Linked DNA regions of Sus scrofa: region 1 is linked to region 2. A link is a contact called in public promoter capture Hi-C data. All regions are on one chromosome and are shown on one strand. The core of a region is the stretch at or near the end of the contact, and the rest is flanking DNA. Distances in the headings are between cores, read along the strand shown.

What was found. Promoter capture Hi-C pulls out the DNA fragments that hold promoters and counts their contacts.
Region 1: a contact with region 2 is called in a promoter capture Hi-C map of fetal liver, with 4 times the contacts expected there. The contact joins the enhancer-like site here to the promoter of SDC1 in region 2. A contact is called at or near these places in 2 of 5 promoter capture datasets (fetal liver and liver) and 9 of 47 Hi-C or Micro-C datasets (embryonic fibroblasts, fetal liver, fetal skeletal muscle and 4 more).

The regions. Positions count from the first base shown.
Region 1 is chr3:118,095,022-118,099,075 of Sscrofa11.1, forward strand. No RefSeq gene overlaps it. Among named protein-coding and RNA genes, the nearest start is that of LAPTM4A, 55 kb to the right of the region's middle. Within about 2 kb of position 2,235, at least 4 of the 83 cell types and tissues checked have an H3K27ac peak or open chromatin away from gene starts, as enhancers often do. A contact at or near this core is called in fetal liver, where this site is marked.
Region 2 is chr3:117,985,954-117,990,220 of Sscrofa11.1, forward strand. SDC1 (syndecan 1) reads left to right here and starts at 1,632. Exons shown (of 5, transcript NM_001243190.1): 1 at 1,632-1,955. The coding sequence starts at 1,890.

The DNA.
Region 1 (4,054 bases), core at 985-3,484, 110 kb after region 2:
AAAGCAACTGTCCCAAATACTCAAAACTTGTCATTTCATTGCTGATACGTGCAATGAATCAAAAAAAAAAAATCAGGACAGTGCAGCGAGAGAGCCCGCAGGGTGCCACTTTAGGGAGGTGACGTTTATTCTGGGCAAAGATGGGCAGGAGAATATTCTAAACAGGGGAAGAGCTGGGGGCTTAAGGTGGAGCCACGTTCTGCTCCCCCAGTTTGAACAGCAGGGGGCTGATGTAGAGGAGGGGTGGGGAGAGTTGAAGACAGAGAGGCAAGTAGAAGCCCTAACTGGTAGAGAATTTTGGCCATGGTAAGGAATCCAGGTATTATTCAAATCACAATTGGGAAGGGACCTGATCTCATTTAAAACCTTTACGGATCACTCTGGTTGTGGCGTAGACTGCATCGTAGGGGACGAGAGAACGGGGAGACCCTGAGAGCCACGTGGGTGAGACTGTGGCAGCCATGGACATGGAAGAGAAAGGAGGGGTTGAGAGCCATGGAACGGAGTTCACGGAACTTGGCGATGAATCCCACGTGGTGAGGAAGAGGAACTGGGGATCAGGATGCTCTCCAGGCTTGAGAGGCCGAGTCCATGCTGGTGCCAGTTACCAAGATGGGAAAGACCAGATCGTTAACAGTTTTAGTGTGGCCTGTGTTAATTTTGCCATGCCTGGTAGATGCCCAAATGGAGATGACAAGTGACGTGAGCCTCGGTGGAAGGGTTAGAGCTGAAGACGCAAGTGCGGGAGGCATCAGCCTACGAGTTGTCTTAAAGCCCCGGGGAGGCCTTCTAGGAAGCGTCTAGAGGAAGAAGAGAAGTGGACACATATCAATAGGTAGAGGTTGACCGAAACCAACAGGGACAGGCAGAGAGAGAAGGAAAGTGGGGAGGTGGTTTCCGCCAAAGCCAGGAGAAGGCGACCTTTCAAGGAGGAGGCAGGGCCAACCATCCCAGGGCTGCTGACAGATCCAACAGCTGGGCAGAGAACTGACCCCAGGCTTCAACAAGGTGAAGGTCATGGAGATTCTGACAAGGTCGGTTTTAGTGCAGTGGTGGGAATGGGCACCCCGGGGGTGGGTGTGGAGGAAGGGCAGTGAATAAGCGAGAGAAGCGGGCAGAAAGAGCTTCTTAAGGTAATTCTACTGTGATGCACAGCAAACCATTGGAGCAGTAGCTGCTGAGGGAGAGGGGCAGCAAGGGGGTAGTTTTGTGTTTGTTTTGTCTGTGTTTGGGGGGTTTTTTGGTTTATTTTTTGTTTTGTTTTGTTGGCCGCAACTCGTAGTGGCTTGATGTGGGATCTCAGTTCCCAGACAAGGGATTAAACCCAGGCCGCAGTGGTAAAAGCTTCAAGTCCTAACCCCTAGACCACCAGGGAGCTCCCCTGATGTTTCTTTTTAAAGAGATGGGAGCTTGTAGAGAATTTCTGTATGCTGATGAGAAAGATCCCATGGAACGGGGAAATTACGATGAAGGAGCCTAGATAATAAGCCATGTCACGGGCAGGGATCTTCGGAAGGCAAAAGGAGTGGGATCCAGAGCTCGAGACAAGCTCCTTTATCTAGGACCCGGGATGGTGGGCAGGAGATGGGTACGGATGCCAGGAGGCTTATCGTTTTAAAGGGGGAGGGGAAAATGGGATTCCTGCCAATATTTTCTGTTTTCTCCTTGTATTAGGAAACAAACCGATCAGCTAAAAGACACGTAGAATTAGAAGACAGAGAAGAAGGTGGAATGAAAAGGCCAGGGACAGGAGTTCCCATTATGGCTAGTGGGTTAAGAGCCAGACGAGTACCCATAAGGATGCCAGTTCGATCCCTAGCCCCGCTCAGTGGGTTAAGGATCCAGCGTTGCTGAGAATTGTGTAGGTTGCAAATGCGGCTTGGATCCTGCATTGCTGTGGCTGTGGTGTAGGCTGGCATCTGTACCTCCGATTCGACCCCTAGCCTGGGAACTTCCATGTGCCACTGATTCAGCCATAAAAAGACCAAAAAAAAAAAAAAACAAAAAACAAAAACAAAAAAACAAAAGAAAAAAGAAAGAAACACTAGCCCTTTCACTGGCCAAGGAGGACCACTGGGGGTGGGTTCGAGGGTGAGGTCATGGTACTGAAAGCTGCTCCCTGCTTGCCCAACCCTCACCACACACACCGCCCCCCCACCGCAGCATGGCCTAGAGCAACCACGCCCACGTGGTGGGCCTGGGAACACAAAGATACCACACATGGGGCGGGGTCCTGGCCCCTGTGCTCGGAAGACAAACAGTCCAGCCACAAAGAGCTTCTCAGAGGCATTTTATTGGGGTGCGTATGTGTCTCCCTCACGGTCAGGCATCCACTTGCCTCCGGAGAAAGGGCCCCTTCAGCCCCCAGGTTAGTCATCCATCCTGGGCAAACAACGGGGCCTTTCCACGACTTTCCCAGCCACCCCAGGGATCAGAGCCTAGCACAGAGGCTGCTCACAGGGATGCTTCGTAACTTCTTCTCGAATAAAGGAACACATGAGGGCCACCATCCGCCCAAGGGCGGAAAAACCTCACCTCCCACCTGACCAGACTGACGCGCCCCTCCCCTGCCCCTTCCCTGCAGGGCAGCCAGGATGACGGAGCCCAGCTCCGGGAGGGCCCCCGGAAGTTCTCCGGGTTCAAAGGAAGCGCCTCCTGAGAGGGGAGGGCAGACAGAGTCCTCAGGGGCCGAGGAAAGAAAGCAAGCCCTTTCCTTCCTTGATCGGGCACAAAAGGGCTGGTGTTAATTAAGTTCGGGATCCTGTGGGGGCACCAGCCTGACCGCCTTCTCTCATGACCTCCTGGTCGTGACCTCTCCGTGGCCAGAGAAGCCTCTGGAGCACGGCCTCAGTGCCTCACCAGCCGTGGTGAGGCTCTTGACCTCAGGCTAGGGCCCTCCAAGCAGAATGGCCACCTCATTGACGGCAGGGTCAGAGGTCCGCCAGTCCGGGGTCATGCTATTTCCAGCAGGGCCCCCAGTCCTGGTTCAGGCCGAAGGTGGGCTGATGGAGAGCTGTCCCCTGGGGGTCTGGGCCTGAGGCCCGCACGCCTGTGCTCTTGATCCTCTTCGTCTCCACCCGTCCTTTGCCTCTGGGAGCCTCCTGAGGGCCCTGGGCAGCTAGACGAAGAGTGGGAACCTAGCTGGATCTGGAAGAATGTTTTTTGGTCTTTTTGTCTTGTGGGGGCCGCACCTGCGGCATATGAAGGTTTCCAGTCTAGGGGTCCAATCAGAGCTGTAGCTGCCAGCCTACACCACAGCCACAGCAACTTGGGATCTGAGCCGCATCTGCAGCCTACACCACAGCTCATGGCCACGCCAGATCCTTAACCCACTGAGTGAGGCCAGGGATTGAACCTGCATCCCTAGGGATGCTAGTCAGATTCATTTCTGCTGAGCCACAACGGGAACTCCATGGTAGCACTTTGAGAAGCTCATCTCAGGGAAAATGTGCTGAGCCTTCCCGAAGGGGTTCTCAGTTTGGCTGGGAACCAAGAGAAAGAATAGGCCAAGTGGGTTATGGGCCCAGAAGCTGAGCAGGAGAGGGACGCGCACAGCTGGCTCCCGGCTCCTGCTGACGGGCTCACCAAGCCCTGCTGGGCAGGAGCAGACCCAGCTGCCAGGAGGCTGACCAGAGAGAGGCCCTGAGTGCCAGGGAGGCTGAGGGGCTCTTGGTCAGGCTGGGAAGGAGCCACTCTGCAGGAGATGGTGAGGGGGTGACCTCGCCCCAAACCTGAGGGCTGGCAAGGGACACGCCCTCACCCAGCGGGGCCCAGGTCCAGGGAAGCCTCCCCTGCGAGGAGGCTTTGAAAGGAGCTTCCAGAACAAGCAAGGACAGCTTATGGGTGAGCCTTTGTGCCTGTACTAGTGTCCTGAGGCCACCGCAACAACGCACCACAGAGTGAGGAGCTTAAACAACAAAATGTATTTTCTCATGGTTCAAAATCATCTAAGTCTGAGATGAAGGTATCAGGAGGGCTGGTGTCTCCTGGGCCTCTGCGTCTGGCCTGACACCTTATGTGGCCTTTCCCGGTGTCTTCCCTCTTCTTATGAGGC
Region 2 (4,267 bases), core at 382-2,881:
CTGGGTCAAGGCAAACCCTGACCCTCTACCTCCACTCTCAGTGTACGTGTCCTCCTTAGGGCTCCTCCTCTTCCTAATCGGCCCAGATTTACTAAGGCAAATTTACTCAGCTTGAAAGAGTAAATTTCTAAATAAACTGGTCATTTTTATTTTATTTATTTATTTATTTTGGCTGCACCCATGGCATGTGTAAGTTCCCAGGCCAGGGATCAAAACCCTTGAAACCGAGCCATAGCAGTCACAATGCCAGATCCTTAACCCATTGAGCCGCCAGGGAACTCCCTCAACGGGTCATTTTTATAATATAAAGAGGCTCTAACAAATATTCCTTGACCCCAGTTTTCTTTGTTTTGTGGAGGAGAGAAAAGCAAAATTCCAAACTGACCTATGTTTCCTCCATATTGAGTTGAAAGGGCTAGAGAGCTGACTTCAGACTATGAGCCAGCCCCTGGCAAACACCCTCATGGCTTTCTATTCAAAGGGCCCTTTAACCTGTCAGGACGCCCTGAACTCCTTGGAGAGGTCCTGCCTGGTGCCATGCGGTTAGATGATCCTTGAAATCAAGGCCTAAGAGAACTGCTTCAGGCCTTAAGAACCTGCAGGAGGCTCTGCAGGCGGAGATGGGGACGGTGGGTGGGGAAGTCGGTATCTTTGGTCTCCAGGTCCAAGGTCACATTGCAGGCAGGGCCCGGCAGGTTCTTCCCCTTTTCGTTCAAGGCCATTTGCTCTACAGACCTTCCATGGTCTTTGAACACCTACACAGAGGCTCGGGATTGCTGATGGCACCACTGAGGTCTAAGGCCCCTCAGGGAATCACGAAGGAGCAAAAATGCCAGTGGTGCTTCTCAGACCTGCAGGCTGGAAGTCACCTGGGCCCAAGGCTGTTTACTTTTCCTTTTGACTCAGAGAATGAAGAGAGAGGGCACTGCTTTCTATCAAAAGACACTGAAAAGTCCTTTAAAATTTTTTAATTTTTTTAAACAACCCTTCCTGGGCGTGTCCAGCTGTTTAAAGTAAGGCCCCTAGTTTCCAGCACTGGCAGAAGGCCAGCGCATGTGGAAACTAGTGCTGGGGTGTAGGGTGAGAGGGCGCAGAGAGCACCATCCGCAGCCAGGGAAGGGGCCACTGATTTAAGGGCCCATCACTTCGGGCCCCCGCACAGCCTCAGAAAGTGTTCCCGCCCGGATCCGGGAGTCCAGCGCACCTGGAGGGGGCTCGGTGTTCACGCCCAGAGGGCGCTGCAGACTGGCGCCAGCAATCGAGGACCAACTCCCGCCCCTCCCGCCAGTCTCCCGGGCAGAGCCTCAAAACCCTTGGCCAGGGCGGTAGGGGGGTGCGACCAGTCCCCAACCCCCGGGAACACCGGAGCAGCAGAGCCGAAACCCGGGGAACCGCGGCGCGCGGGGACCGTGGCCCTGGGGGTAGGCGAGGCTCGGCTTCCCTGGCGCGGTGCGGAGGCGGGGCTGGGGAGCCGGGCTTGGGGCGTTCCTTGGGGGCCGGGCCTGTGGCTCAGGGGGCGGGGCGGGGTTCTAGGGGGCGGGGCTCTAGGGGGTGGGGACTGGGGCTGGCCCCGAGACCTGGCGAGCTGGGGGTGGGGGGCGAGTTTTTTGCAACGGCTAAGGGCCTGCGGGTTTATTATAAGGCGGAGCTCGGCGGGAGAGGTGCTAGCGGTAGCTGAGCGGAGCCGGAGGAGTCTAGCACCAGAGCGAGGACTGCAGCCAGGGGACCCCGCAGCCCTCGCCTAGGACAGCAGCGCGCTTGGGCATCGCTCAAGGGAGCTGGGCGCAGCGCAACCCGCAGAGCCGACTCGGAGCCTCGCGCAGACGGCTCAGCGCCGCGCACCCCTGACCCGCGCAACCCGCTGCGCTCCCGCCGCTGGTCCGGGCAGCATGAGGCGCGCGGCGTTTTGGCTCTGGCTCTGCGCGCTGGCGCTGCGCCTGCAGCCGGCCCTCCTGGTGAGTGCGGCCGGGGGCTTGGCCGGGAGGTGGCGGGAAGCCGGGGCTGGCGGATCGGCCGATACCGGCGACCGCACGTGGAGGGGGAGGGGAAGCGGGGACTTCCCCTCTTCCCGCGCTAGCAAGGCTGGCGGGGAGACTAGGAGCCCCGAAATCAGGGCTCTTGACCCAACTGCCTCCGCCGTCGGGGAATGGGGGGGGGGGGCCGTGGGTTCCGCAGCTCCGGGAGGAGGCTTGGGGCGTCCCGTGGAGCAGAGCCTGCGCCGGGGCCCCGAGCTCAATTACGTAAAAGGGCTCCAGTGGCGAAAGAGCCAGCCAGCCAGCGGCGGCTCCTGGGGTCGCCGGCTCCCACCCAGTCACCCCGGGCACTGCGGCGGCAGGGCCCCTCGCCGGTGACCCAGGAGGATGCCGAGATCGCGGCTAATACGCCCCGCCCGCGGACCCTAATTCAAACCAGATCGGTCGAGCCGGAGCGCCCGGCCCCTCTGGCAGAGGCAAGTTTGGGAGCAGCGGAATCGGCGCGGGAGCAGGCGGGCGTGTGCACTAAGGAGCCCCAGCCAGGGCTGCGAGGACGACCGGGGCGGGCGGACAGAGGTGGGGTCTCGGCTGTCCGTTGGCTGGCCGAACGGAGCCAGGCCGGGTGTAGCAGGAGGTTCCGGGAAGTTGGCCTCGGAACGCAAGAGACCCGCAGGAACCCAACTTCTGGGCTGTTGAAGTTGTGCTGCCTGCGGAGGGGCGAGAGCCTGCGCTGGGCACGGTCGGGGCGCGCGGGCTGCTTCCACGCGAGTGGACCCGGGAATGGCTTTACCCCTCCCCCGGCCTGGCTTTGTGCTGGAGCAGCGCGGAGGGAAGGCGGGTCCCTTGGCCCGCCCAGTGGAGCTAGAAGAAAAGGGGGACAAACGTGGAGCCCGAAGCTGGGGGGAGGCCGTGGGGTAGAACTCCAGCACCCACCTTTGGAGAGGGGTGGGTCGCCTCTAAAGAGGGATCTGGCCGACAAAGAGATCCGGAGGGTCCCCAGAAAGTGCTCTCCCGCCCCAGCCGCCGTCCGCTGGCCCGCCTTCCCCAAAGGGGGCGCTTTGTTCTCGGCCCCGGTAACCCTTTCCTGGGAACCGCCCCGCGGCTCCAGCCTACTATGGGCTGAGACCTGGGCTGCCGCCAGGTGTCAGCGCTGGCCGCCGGGTGCTCACGTCCACCCCCACAGCCCCCACAGCCGGTGCCCGAGTCCCAGGGTCCTCTCCTCTGCTCCGTGTGAGCCAGGTCGGCCATCCCCGGGGATGGAGAGGGGAGGTGCGGACCGAGGGGGCTCGCCCCCTTCCGGAAGTGGCGGTCTCTCGCTACCACATCTGGACGGCTCACTTCCCCAGCTCTGGCAAAAGGAGGCACGTGGGAGGGCAAGGAGCGGCGGCCGGGGGTGGGTACCCCGGTCCTCCACTTACAGTGTATTTTCCGGCCAAGTCTCTCGGCAACACCAAGCCAACCCTCTGGAAGCAGGTCCCTCTACAATAATAGTAGCTCTAGTTATTGAGAGCCTTGGGGTATTTTACAGGGTCCGGCTCAGGCAAGGTGTTTTTCAGACCGATCTGTGAGGTGCCTTTCTTGCTTCCCAGGTGACTGCTGTGCTTGGAAGCCTTTCGGAGTCTAGGAAAGGGTCCCCGGTGTCTCGTGAATTGCGGATGAGTTGGAGTGTGTGCCTAAGGGGTGCCCTAGCTGGAGGAGCCTTGGGGGCAGATAGGATTTCTGAGCTGGGTCTCCAGGGTGCTCCTGGTTTTCAGGCGCTTTCAAGACATGGGCATCTGGCTTCTCCTTCGCTCGTGAAGGTCGTGTCTTCTGTGGGATACAGATTGCACCTTGAACCAGTAGTTATGCCCCCACTCTCTCCAGGCTCAAGCTGGGGCCTCAGCAATACTTCACCGATTTCCAGCCAGAGTCAGGAGGAGTGGTGGTGGTGGTTCTGCTGCCTGCCTTCGCCGAGCCTGGCATGCCTCTGAGCCGGGATCCCAGAGCACCCTTTAACTGGAGAAGGCAAATGGGATTAGAGATTCTCTCTGGACGGTGTTCTCCAGGGTGTTTCTGTGAGCTGGGAAGGAGCAGATGTTGTTTTTTTCTTCCTGTCCTGGAAACTTTGATACTTTGCAGAGAAGCAAAACTCACAGCAGAGAGAGGTTGAGTTTCTAGGGGGAAAGGAGGGGCAGAGGAAGGCTCCTTAGAGCTGCAGTGGTGGGAGGGCTTCCTGGAAGGGGTGGTTGAGCTGAGCCTGAAAGCACTAAGCTTTGGGGTCAGACTCTTGGCTCAGAGCTGGGGTTTTCGTTTTC